Linked DNA regions of Pan troglodytes: region 1 is linked to region 2. Evidence: chromatin contacts called from public Hi-C data. All regions are on one chromosome and are shown on one strand. The core of a region is the stretch at or near the end of the contact, and the rest is flanking DNA. Distances in the headings are between cores, read along the strand shown. Region 1 overlaps LOC129135683 (a long non-coding RNA gene). Region 2 holds the start of DUSP4 (dual specificity phosphatase 4).

The links. Hi-C and Micro-C count contacts between places; a contact is called where the count stands out from the background.
Region 1: a contact with region 2 is called in a Hi-C map of stem cell-derived neural progenitor cells, with 4 times the contacts expected there. The contact joins the enhancer-like site here to the promoter of DUSP4 in region 2. A contact is called at or near these places in 1 of 7 Hi-C or Micro-C datasets (stem cell-derived neural progenitor cells) and 1 of 1 datasets of contacts at active chromatin or transcription factors (stem cell-derived excitatory neurons).

Annotation. Positions count from the first base shown.
Region 1 is chr7:38,213,297-38,219,656 of NHGRI_mPanTro3-v2.0_pri, reverse strand. LOC129135683 (a long non-coding RNA gene) reads left to right here. Exons shown (of 5, transcript XR_008536678.2): 2 at 2,856-2,950. Among named protein-coding and RNA genes, the nearest start is that of SARAF, 240 kb to the left of the region's middle. Within about 2 kb of position 3,841, at least 9 of the 24 cell types and tissues checked have an H3K27ac peak or open chromatin away from gene starts, as enhancers often do. A contact at or near this core is called in stem cell-derived neural progenitor cells, where this site is marked.
Region 2 is chr7:37,709,613-37,716,121 of NHGRI_mPanTro3-v2.0_pri, reverse strand. DUSP4 (dual specificity phosphatase 4) reads left to right here and starts at 1,769. Exons shown (of 4, transcript XM_520046.9): 1 at 1,769-2,736. The coding sequence starts at 2,304.

The sequences.
Region 1 (6,360 bases), core at 2,592-5,091, 500 kb before region 2:
AATGGTCACAGACTTAACTTCTAACACTGCAGAGAAAGTGTTACAAACAGAACAGGGAGAGAGTGTGGACAGATTAGAGAGAACCCCGTCCAATTGATTCATGAATCACTCAGAGAGTTGTGGGCAGTCAGGCCATTTCCTATTTTAAGCATGAATTAATTTACACTTCTGACTAGTAATGAGAATGTTGGAGGCAAAAAAAGCCATAGCCTTTTACATCTGGATGTGAACTCGACTAAAAACAAACATGGTCTTACTGAAGAACCCCAGGATTTTTTGGATTGCATTTTGTTTAAGGGATAAGTAAAGATGAAACAGGCCTGGATGTTTGTGTAGCAGTGACAGTGACCTAGAGGCAGACATCAATGTGGTCACGGACTCCCTGCAACATCATGAAGGAAGTCTCTAGAAGAAATATTATCCAGAACTTGCCCTGTTCCTTTGAAATGCATACCTACCAAGATACAGGGTTAACCATGGGCTGTTGCTTTGTCAGATGTTATTTCCAAACTCTATGCCAAAATCCTTCTTGATAAATTGGATAGGACAAAATGTTATGGTTATTTATATGTTACCTTGGCTTTTTTTTTTTTCATTCCCAGCTAATTTTTAAATTATTTTTAAAGAGATAAGGTCTTGCTGTACGGCCAAGGCTGGTCTCAAACTCCTGGCCTCAAATAATCCTCCTGTCTCAGCCTCCTGAGTAGCTGATATTATAGGCATTATAGGCATGAGGCACTGTACTTAGCAAGTTTCTGCTTCTCGAAATGAGCAGATCCTGCAACTGGGATCTTTGTTATGTGAGTCTGGACAAGGAGTTATGTGAGTTTGTAGGATGCAATTGAAAAAAAGCGTGAGATAGGAGGCCCAGAAGAGGATTTTTGGAGCTGAAACACTGGAATCTTGAGGATGAGAGCTGCAAGAGAAAATGAGAGACCCCTTGATGAAAGGCTGGGGAGAAATCAAATATTACATGAAGATTCAGAGCATTCACTGTGGTATACGTGATGGAAAAAAAAAGTTTCTCTAACTTTCTTATGAAATTTTCATCGATGTAAGTTGACTATTGTTTAGATGGGAATAGATTCTTTCCAGAAAGTGGGAAGTTTTGCTGAGCCTTGCATTAAGGCAGGCAGAGAAAGCCAATGTGGGAATTATGGGTAGATCCCTGTGGGTCACAATTGCTACTCAACCTGGTGGATCTTCTTCAGTGTGCATGTACACACACACACATATACACACACACACAGAGCTACATACTACAGGGTGTAGTGTGAGTGCATTTGGGATACTAACCTCAGTTAATGCACATACACAATTGCGTGGGCCCCTACGGTCATGTGTTTGCTGTGCTCACTTTGCTCTCTGGCCTTGTCCCATAGTGTTTACCTTTATTGTGCTCTCTTCCCTATTTTATTATTTATCTGGAAGTTCTTATTATTTATCTGGAAGTTCTTATTATTTATCTGGAAGTTCACAGTGCATTTTAGAACCTGTCTCTAATCTTATTTGGATGGAGCTTGCATAACTAAGTGCATACTATTCAATTTCAATCATATTCTGCAGATGCAAGAACCAATGTCATCGTGGACGATTACCCTGTCAACATGGTTACTCAGACTGCTAAAATCACTCTCCTTTCAGCTTTATTGTAATTGGGAAAAGAGGGGGATTAAAAATACACATTAGCCAAAGGACTGTGATAATGACCATGTCCTGACGTCCTGGCTGCATGATGCTGGATGCCCCTTTATGTCTATGTTCCGCTGTCATGAGGGGTGTTCCCCATGGGCAATGCTGTCTGTGGTCTTAAGCATCCTGAAGCCAGGGCCTCCCTAATTTCCTTTAATTGCAACTCAGGCACCTTGATCAGAGAAAAGCTATTTTTTGCCCCAGCTCTACTGAGCTAGATTCCATCTCAGATTATATTAAGGGAACTGCCTTTATCTGTGGTTGCTAAGGAATAGCTTTTCCTCTCCAATTAATTGTTTTTCCTTCAAGAAGCCCCAACCTACACAACACTTGGTAGTAATTTAAAATGAGCCAAAGAGCTGCAGCTTCTATTAGAGGCATAAAGGAACCCGCTAAGAGTTATTAGGGGTCACCAGGGCATGTCTTTTAACTAAACACCGAATTGCTATTTTAGAACAAAGGAGACTTCTCTTTGGAAAACACTGATCTACTGCTTGATTTTTCCAATTATAGGCTGAACTCCCCCCTGCCCACGAGCCTGCTAGTCAGACTTTCATTAATCTTGCTATCTCATGCGCAGGGCTCCTGGCTGAATGCAGGCGTCACAGAGAGAGGAGGGCATGCTTTCAGTGGAAGTCCGCTTCCCACCCTGATCTATGAGTCAAGAATTAGATTGCGCTGCTCACCTGCTGTGGAACAAAATGCATTAAGCACCTGCCCCTCCAGATCTGGGGTGTGTGTGTGTGTGTGTGTGTGTGTGTGTGTGTGTGCGCGTGCGCGCAGCGTTCCCAGACCTAGATGGGCAGGTCTGTGGCAGGAAGCTGGGTTGCAGAACCAGTGTGGAGCAGGTAACCCGGGCTGCAAATGCTGCTCTCACACTGGCTGTCAGTGGGTTGTTCCTGCCCTACTTCTCCCAGGAAGGCTGGATTCCACACCTACGGCTGTCATCATCTTGTGTGGTTCTGGGGATCAGAGTGGGGCTAGTTTTGGTACAAATCTAATTCACAAAATTCTAGTGTCACTAAAAGAGCTTGTTAAATGTGAGCTGGGATTTAGGAAGTGGCATGTTGGTAGACATGCATCTCTTTTTGGTAGGGCACATTGCCTGGTACTTAATGATCAGGCACTAACGAAACTTTTTCTGATCTCTCCATTTTGTATAGGCTCCTCCTGTCCTGTCTGTTGTCTTAGCAAGCTCTGCTTCCCTTGTTCACAGCATCCCCATCACAATGGTGGTCACTGGACCCCTATGGTCTGGGTAAGTTTTCAGGAGCAAAGGTCAGATCTCAATCATCTCCACATCCCCTGGCTCTCAGGAAGGAGTTACCCAAGCTTTGCTGGATGTTTGGTGAAGACGGGGAGAGAATGAAAGATGTCAAAACTAATATTCCAATTAAGCTATTGAGACAAGTTTATTCAAATATTTACGTACTTTCTGATGTTTTATTTCTCCCATAAATAACCTAGTTCTTTCTTCACGGACTCCAGGACTTTCTTCTTCTTTGTCCAGAACCCTGGGAGGAGCCCTGGGGTTCCCTACCCTGTCCCCTCCAAAGCTCACTCTTGCTCCCAGGGCTCTGGGCACGTATAGGGAAAGTCCAGCTTCCATAGATGGGGCATCAGGACCCTGGTGGGGGGGAGGGGCTGGGAGATGTGCTAAGGTATCTCAAACTGGAAATGGGATTCCAACTGGAGGGAGCTCTTCCGTGGAGCTACCTACAAATGGTGCCTAGCAGGTTGCATGACTAAGTTACATATATATATTTTTAACTGAGTCAGTTTTGATTCAAAACACATATTTTTAATCAATTCTTTTCTCCTATATCGTATAAGAAACTGGCATTTGCCAAAGAATTAAAACATAGGAAACATCTCGAGAGTGCTTCAACTTGCGGAAAATACTAGATCCTTCCAGTTATTTTCCAAAGACCAGCTAAGCTGGAGTTTTTACAAAAATAAAAATAAAAATAAGAGATTTTCTTTACAGTATCCTGAACATTATAGTGGCACATTATATTGACTAACTTCAGCTGACGCAAGGAAAGAAAGAAAAAAAGAAGTGGTGATGGGTGACTCATCGGCTCTCAGCAGAGCAATTACGCAGGGCACAAAGCGTGCGAGAACAGCCCTGCCACCGAGGAGGGAGTGAAAGGATGGAAACAAAGAACAGGACGCTTCAGTGCAGAGGGTTTGTGTCTATGTGGCCAAATGGCCCTGCATAGGACACTCATCGTGAAAGAATGGAAACAAAGAACAGGACGCTTCAGTGCAGAGGGTTTGTGTCTATGTGGCCAAATGGCCCTGCATAGGACACTCATCGTGAAAGCTCGGCTGATGGAAACCTGAGTCCTTTGCAGTTTCTTTTTTTTAGAAGTGATTTCAGTGATAGAGCAGCTCCTATTTTAACAGTGTCCTTGGTGCAACCAGCTCTAAGATTTTGAAATCCTGATAAGTAGGAACTAGAAAAATGGTTTAAAAGCTGCTAGCCATTTTTGTGAATGCATCAATTTACTTTTGGGGGAGACATCATTGTTTTCTAAAAGCCTCTGGGTGGGCTCTTGGATTAAACCTGTGTGGAGGCAGGTAGCCCGGGTCTGAGGGTCGAACTGGGAGGCAATTTAACTTGGAGGCAGATGTCTTAGACTGAGACATGGTGATCTGCTGGGTGATGTTTATTTTGGGTTAGGATTGAGGGACATCTGGGTCTCTGAGTGTGGCTTTTTGGTAGGGGATGAAGGGAGAGGAAGCATAGCTCACCCTCTGTCTTTGGGGGACCATAGAAGACTGGAAACTGAGCAGGAAGGCTGGTCTGACCCCCTCTCGTTGCAGTTGTATTCCAAGTGTCTATGTTATATTTCTCTCCTGTTAGCCCCAATAGCATCAGTCAAGTCTTGTCCACAATTTCAAAATCTGGTCTCAGCAATTGCTGCAGGGAGTTAAGGGAAGGGTCTTGGTCCATTTACAAGACAGTGAGTGAAGGGAGGAGCTTAGCTGCTATAGGATGAGGTGACCTGCAGCAGAAGGCTGGTGTCCCAGGGCCAGAGAGGAGGTGGCTTCTGAAGCTGGGCAGCCCACCTTGGGGACCAGCCACACCAAGACTCATTGGCAGGCTATCTGAGAACTCTTGCTGGAGATGGAGGGTGTTCCAGAAACATGTGGGAAGGGAAGCCTGAGTGGATTTTGGGACCCAGTGAAGGGTGTGGTATCCACAGCTCAATTGACCATGACCGTCCCAAGGATTCTGGGGCCCAAGATTGGTTAACTAAGACCATCACAGTCACAGAGCGAGGTAACTCCATTCTTTTCTCACCTTTTGAACTTGCTCTGAGTCTGCTAGCCTTGGGCTTTGCATCAGGATTTGGTCTGGCTGTCTTGATGTATGGAAGCATTTCTCCTAGGTCTATTCAAACCAGTGACTGACAGAATAGAGTGTGACCACTGCATGGCATGGCAATTCTTTAGCTCAGTGGCACATGATGTATTCTATGCCTCCTACCCCTAAGAAGCTCCGCACAGGCTTAGCATTACAACGTGACTGTTTTGGTCCCTGAGTCATCCTGGAGAGCGAAGTTCCTAACCATGGAGACTCATTCCCAGCCATTGCCTCTGCCAAAATCACCACATCAGAGTGGGAAGGTGGACTGTTACAGATGCTATATAACCACCTAATATAAAATCATCCTGTGAAAAACAGCACATGTATATTGAACTACTTCAGGGTGGGATTTGGGCCAAGCAACTTAAAAAGCTTGCTCTCGCTTAGTCCTTACGAAACTCCTATTGGATTGAGACTATGTTATCATGGAAAAACAATGAGGCTAAGGAGATTTGGGTACTTTTGCTCAAGATCACATAGGTCATAGGTGGCAGAGCTGGGACTCAAGCCTGGGGTTGCTGAATGCTGGACTTGAGAATAATGGGAGGTCCTTGTGTCTTGCCAGTGGCAAGTGGGAAGGACGTAGCATTGGCTCAGCATCTGGGAAGTCAGCAGAGGATGTTAGAAATCACACAGCCACCCTGGAAGCTGGAGAGGCGGCCAACGGCAGCAGCACAATTAGAAAGACTACAAAGGAAGAGACACAGAACTTGCTAAAATACAGGTCTGAGTCAGCCACTGCATTTCTGCCATGTTCAGATGGAATTACAGTCTGATCCACACCTCGCAAGCACAGGATGTGACAAAGTTGGAACATGACACAAGTTCACAAATTTCACTGTTTTTGGCTGGTTGCTTCCTTTCAATGAGCCCCTCACCTTTTTCAAATCCAACAGTTCAGGGTCTCCATGTCCTCATTGTGAATCCCAGGAGTCTCTTTTCCATTCTACCTTGGCCTCTGCCCCATTTTCCAGTAGAAGGTACCTACCTGCAGCACTTCTCAGGAACGAGGTGCACCCCCAAGGGACTTGGTGAGGAGGAGGGATTCAGAAGTTCAGGACCACTATCCAGGTTCTTAGAGTGAGGGGGAGAGGAACATTCCAGGATGAGCAAAACATTCTCCATCCAAGGCCAAGGCCCCCCGTCATGTACTGGCAAGTTCAGGGACCTGAGACTGAAGCATCTCACGTCATTGCTTTGTATTTTCCCAGAAAGGGGTAGAAGATGAATATTATATATCAACCATATGGGAAGGTACAAATGACTCTGCAACATGTTGTTTGTTAAAAAAT
Region 2 (6,509 bases), core at 520-3,019:
CAGTCCACAGTTGTGGCCCCTTCCAGGGCCTGGACTAGGGTGAGCACAAGCCTTGAGCGCAACATTTAAGAAGGGCGCCGAAAAGTCAGTAATCAAAAGAAATATCTTGATGCGATGCCTCTTTAAAAGAAAAAAAAAATGCAAAAAATCCATGATGAATAAAATACTAAATTTTAAAAAGAGAAAGGATCCGTGCAGTGCCATCGTAAGCCATTTTGGAGCCCGGAGCAAAAGGAAATATCACCTTGCCCAAGCGGTGCCCCTACAGCCCATCCGAGTAGGGCCCGGGGGTCGAGGCATTCGGGGCGCAGTGGGGGACGAGGCCAGTCGAAGGTCTCAGAAGTGGAGGCTCCGCCGAGCTCCGGTCGGGGAGTGCAGGGATGGCCCCCGGGACCGGAGGTGAGAGCTCGGGAAAGCCGCTCCGCCCGGAACAAAGGCATGGTGAGAGGGTGAGCTTGGGCGGGAGAGACCCGGCGGGTACCCGTGCCCTCGCTGCCTGGGTCGGGCTTCCACGCGCGCCCCGTAATGGAATACGCTACTCTGCAGCCTCCGAAACTGCGAGCGAGTCCTGTAACTCCCTTGCTCTGTGATTAATTCTCACTAACAAGACTTGGCAAGATGTCGGGCGAATGATTTTTGGCTTCTGCACGGTCCCCACCGCGTGCGTGCACAAACCCCCAGCCAAAAGCTGCCTCTGGGAAATTAAATGCAAAAGAGAAATGGGGATGGGGAGGGCTGCTACGTGACCAGGAAAAAGGGATGCCCAGAAACATGAATCGGACCCAGAGCTGCTGAAGTCCTTTCAAAAGGTCATTCTTTGCGGGTACATTTTCCAAGGTCCAGCTCCGCAACAAATGTGGACCCTGTCATTTCCTAAAAGGATAATTCACAACTATGCAAGATAGGGTGAAGACGTTTCCCAAACCCGAAAACCTTGTTTTTCCCCCGACCAGGGTTAAATAAACATCTTTTAGGAAGCGTGGACAGGAGCGCAGCCTGCTCTCCTCCCTCGGAACACCATTCCGGCAATTAATGCCTCCCTTTGGGTAGTAAAGCAACAAACCCCACACCTCACTCCGATCCTGGGCTTCGGGCGGGAGGACTTTCTCTTTCATCTTCCAAGCAGGGGGTTGCCCACGTTCTTGGGGAAGCTATAAAACTGATTTAATGGCTTTAGATGAAAATCGATCACGCTAATGCATGCGCTAACGTCTCAGGAATCGCATATTCAGAAAGGACTGGCCGGGCCGAAAGCGCACGGGGAGTCTGGGGCTAGGAGGTGTCAGGCCCCGCTGGGTGGGCAGCGGCGCTCCGGTCCCCTCTCCACTTGGGTAACCGGGAAAAACCTACGGGGCTGTCACGCGGGGAAGCGCGAAGGTGCCAAGGGATGAAAGCTCAAACCCGAGCCCTGGCCTCCTCAGCCGGCTATTTCCTTTGGCGCCGCCCGCCTAGCGGCGGGGTGCAGCGGCGGCACAGGTGCCGGTGTCGGGCTGGAGGCGCGGCGCAGGCTGGGCCCGCGGGTAGACGGCGAAAGGCGCCGCGCGCTCCATTCACAAAGTCCGGGCGCTGCCCGCCGCTGGCGGCGGGTCGGAGGCCGCCTCCCTCTTCCTCTCGGCCTCGGTTTTATGAATGGGCCTGATGGCGAGCACCCGGCGCCCTGTTTACTCCGCTCTTTGTGACGTCGAGTTCCCGTGACCGGGAGCCAGCGGCCGCGCTCCATTCAAGCTCCGGGGAGGGGGTGGGAGGAGGGGCCCGGAGGGGGCGGGGAGTCAGCGCGGGGGGCGGGGGACGGCGCGGGGCCCGGAATGGAACGGGGCGGGGCCTGGCGGGGTAGTACCTAGCGCCCCCTCCCCCGGGAGCGCGGAGGAGCATTAATAAACCTCTAAGCCGAGGAGAAAACTCTGGCTGGGGCAGTGCGCTGAGCGCCGGAGGAGCGTAGGCAGCGGCAGCGCTGGCGCCAGTGGCGACAGGAGCCGCGCGACCGGCAAAAATACACGGGAGGCCGTCGCCGAAAAGAGTCCGCGGTCCTCTCTCGTAAACACACTCTCCTCCACCGGCGCCTCCCCCTCCGCTCTGCGCGCCGCCCGGCTGGGCGCCCGAGGCCGCTCCGACTGCTATGTGACCGCGAGGCTGCGGGAGGAAGGGGACAGGGGAGAAGAGGCTCGCCCGCGGGAGCCCTTGAGGACCAAGTTTGCGGCCACTTCTGCAGGCGTCCCTTCTTAGCTCTCGCCCGCCCCTTTCTGCAGCCTAGGCGGCCCGGGTTCTCTTCCTCGCGCGCCCAGCCGCCTCGGTTCCCGGCGACCATGGTGACGATGGAGGAGCTGCGGGAGATGGACTGCAGTGTGCTCAAAAGGCTGATGAACCGGGACGAGAACGGCGGCGGCGCGGGCGGCAGCGGCAGCCACGGCACCCTGGGGCTGCCGAGCGGCGGCAAGTGCCTGCTGCTGGACTGCAGACCGTTCCTGGCGCACAGCGCGGGCTACATCCGAGGTTCGGTCAACGTGCGCTGCAACACCATCGTGCGGCGGCGGGCTAAGGGCTCCGTGAGCCTGGAGCAGATCCTGCCCGCCGAGGAGGAGGTACGCGCCCGCTTGCGCTCCGGCCTCTACTCGGCGGTCATCGTCTACGACGAGCGCAGCCCGCGCGCCGAGAGCCTCCGCGAGGACAGCACCGTGTCGCTGGTGGTGCAGGCTCTGCGCCGCAACGCCGAGCGCACCGACATCTGCCTGCTCAAAGGTAAACGAGGGCTCCGGGCGCTAGCTGGAGTCGGGGAGATGGAGGGGGTCTTGGCGGCCTATGCCTTATTGGCACGGGAAGGAGTCCCCGGCGTGATTCGTGGTTGCGGGGATCCCCGCGCGCCCCTTTGTGTGTGTTGGTGTGTAGGGGTTTGCAAGGTTTCTGTGCAAGTGCGAGGTTCAAGTCCTCAGAGACAGTGCGGACGGGTTTCTCCGGTCACCTGCAATTCCGCACCGTCCTAGCGAGGCCCCGTTTATTGACATTAACGGTCCTAGCCTCGAGGATGAAGCGACTCCTCTGCGCGGTCCATCTTGAGTCCCGGGAACAGTTTCCAAGTACCACGGGGCGCGTGGGGACAAGATAGGCCTGTTGGTTTGGCGTGCTGGGGCCCTACACTGAGCCGGACCGGGAGAATCCCAGAGGTGGAGAAAAGGTGAAGAGGGGTGGGCGCCGAGGTACAATTGGCCTTGCCAGTTTCACTGAAAACAAGACCCTGGCAAATGCAGAAAGGGAGATTGGTTTGCACACACTGTGTAGAGCGATCTGTATCTGCGTTCCCGCTGCCCAACTCCGAGCTCAGCTTGGAAGGTGGCCAATCCCCGTCCCGGGCTAGATCCAGGCTCTGGGAGCGGGAGGCTGAAGGACTGGGTATCTGGGGGACGCCGGGCGGAACCGGTCCTCTAGCGCCTGCAAATCCCGGCAGCGGAGAATGATCACCTTTTGTTCAGCCCGGATTTTCGACTATCTGATGGCGGCGCGTGCCGGATTTTAGCGAGCCCTGGCGAAACTCTCGGCGGCGAGGCTGTCTTGTCACATTTGGTAGTCGGAAATCCTGGAAAAATCGCGTGCTGTCCGAGTCCCTGGAGGGACCTGGCGCCCGCCACACCTGCAGGGCAGGGTGGGTCCGCGGCCCTCGGGCTAGGGAGCGGGCAGGGCGCGTGGGGTCCGGGCGCCCCCCGCCGCGCTGCGCCCCCGCCTCCCGCCGCCGCATTCCGCGCATTCTTCCGCGCGGGTAGGGTCTGCGCTTCCGAGCCCGGGAGGCAGTTCAGACCCCCCCACACCCATCAAAGAGCCGCTCCTCCCCCCGCAGGCGCCTTCGCCGCCTCCCTCCCTTCCTTTCCTTTACGCTCCTCTTCCGACCTGTCCACCAGGGAGGAAGGGAGCTGGAAAGGGGGCGGAAACCTCTCCCCTCCAAAAAGCACAACAAAACTGTTCAGTGCCGAGGAGCCGGGTTCGCCCCTGCCGGACAGCGGGGGGCTTTGTTCCCCGCAGTTGTTTCCTGCCCATTTGACCTGTCAGCTGCTGGGGAAACGCTGCTGTTGACCTTTGGTTGAACTGCTAAGGCGATTTTGCTGATTTTTCTTTCTTTTTCCGCGAGGGCTGTCTTTTGCTCCTCCAAATGAGCCCAGTCCCCCTCCCTTCTCCCCAAAGCGCTCCAAGAGAAAGTGCCAGGAAGGGGCTTGTCCCGGAAGGCCTGGCGGCTGAGCGGGGCCAGGTCCTGGTTAGGCCACCAGGGTGGGCGTCCGCGCCATTGTTTGAGCTTGTCGGCGCTGGTGGGATAGATGAGGGCAATTCCTCTGGGACGCAAGTCCCCTCGAATGGCCGAGGCTGGCCGGGATGTTCCCCGCACGGCGCTGCCCTCGAGTCCCCCCGATGGAGAGCGCGGGCGCGCCTTCCTTCGCTGGCGTCCAAACCCGGGACCAGCGAGAACACAGCAGGCCTGGGACTGGGCTCCAGCCCCACGTGGAGTCTGGATTTGTTTTGTTGTGTTTTGCTTTCCTTCCTGGAAGAAATCCCGAGGGGACCGCCCCAGAGCGGCAGCTCCAGGACCTCGGCCCTTGGGCTTCCGGGGGTGCAGCCACTTAGGCCCCGCTCCCTGGGAGAGAGGGATTATTTTTTAAGGTTTATCCCCAGGGCGCGCGGCATTTCCCTGTCCCTCGTGAATCCCGTTGAGAGTCCTCCCTTCCCAACCTCCTCCATTTCCCCAGCCAGACCGATTCGAGAGCCCTGGAGATTCTGGGCGAGGCTAGTGACTGGGTAGTACAGGCCTCTAGGTAACATGACAGCCCTCTGGTGGGTGGCGAGGTGCCTGGCCAACGGAAGAGAAGTACTTTAAGGGCTGTTTCCTCCTGGAGCCTGCACGGCCTCTCGTAGTCGGCCCCGACGCGGGCAGGGAGGATCATCTTCTGCATCTCAAAGTGGACATCCTTGCAGATGGAGGTGTGCAGGCCTGGGCCACAGATTTAGCTTCGGTCTCTTCTAGAATAGCCCCTCCTAGCCAGAAGTTCAGCTTCTGCTTCCAAAGGGAGCCTGCCCTTGGAAGCAAGCACCTAAAATTGAGAGGTGGGGGAATCTTCCAGCCTGCTCTGTTGTGGTGAACATCGTTGAGGTTAACTGGGCCCTATTCGGTTTAGCTTAGCTGATTTGACATATGTGTTCAGCAGAGGCCATCTTTAACCCAGTTCCTCTTCTTCCTCTTTGCCCTCTAATGGAAAGGCATCCCTAGAGAGGTCAGAAGGAAAAAGTCAGTATCTGCTCCCACAGCTCTGCGGGAAGGGGCTGGGGAAGGAAATCAAGGTGTCTCCCAGGTCTCCAGATACACCTCCCTTCCGTGCCTGGAAGCCAGTGCAGTGGAGCAAATGTGGTTTCCCGGGAGGGGGCTCTGGGGCAGAGACCTAAAGGGGAATTTTGAGAAGCAAAGGAAGAAAAAGCCCCTTAGATTATCTTTAGTAAATGCCTGAATTGGTGAAGGGTTGGAGAATTTATTTCCTACTGGAGTAATTCATTTTATTTTCCAGCGAGGGAATGTATGTATGTCTCATTTCAGGTGTGCCTGTGCGTGTCTGTAAAGCAGGACAGGAAGCCAGTGGAAGGCTTGATGGTTGGTGTCTGCCATTCTTGGAGAGGTTAGGAGAAGCAGTAAAAGCAACAGAGTATTTTCAGAAGTGATAGTAGCATGTCCAGCCAAAGCTATCTAATTCTATTAATTGCATTTTAAAATTCAGTTTTTCTATTTCTGCCACGTTGAGGGTTACTTCAACCACGTTGAACTGGTTACTCCATGCAGGTGGCAGGAGGTAAACTTCGCTTAATATCAAGAAAGTACAGCCTAGCCCTTACATTTCCTCAGATTACCCAACTTTTGCTAAAAGCAATAACGAAAAATCTAATGTTTTCTATCTTTGCTAGTAAAGGATTTCCAGTGGGGTAATTTTTTTAAAACTCATTTAATTTAAAATCTTGTAAGGCATTTTTAGAGTCAGTTTGGAAATTTTAGTTTTTCAGATTTTATCACAATACACTTCTTGAAATCCCTTTCTCTCTCATTCGTAAATCCTTGGATTAGAGTTTGAGACTCCCCTGGTCATTAGAGAAGACAAAAAGAGCTTTTTCTTACCCTATTCTTTGCCTTTATTAACCCCAAATAACAAAATAGTTTGTTATGCAAAAAGATTTCAGGTATAAAAACATTACCTTCCTTTCCACCTACCTAAAACTTCCCTCAGCCTTTGTCAGTTCTAATTTAAAAGCTGTCCTGGAGCTGTTCGAGAAATGGGGAAGATCATCTAGATATTCCAGTTTCTCCTTCCACTCACCCTATAGTACCGGATAGCATCCAATAGCCCAGGGCCGGACCATACAGCCCGTGATATTACCCTTTCTGTAGAAAACAGTCACTAAGGCCACTGATGAATGTGGGGGGAGAGGAACACAATTAACAGCTCTGGAAACTCTGGTGACATTTTTCTGTTTTTTCTCTCTCTAGCCCCACC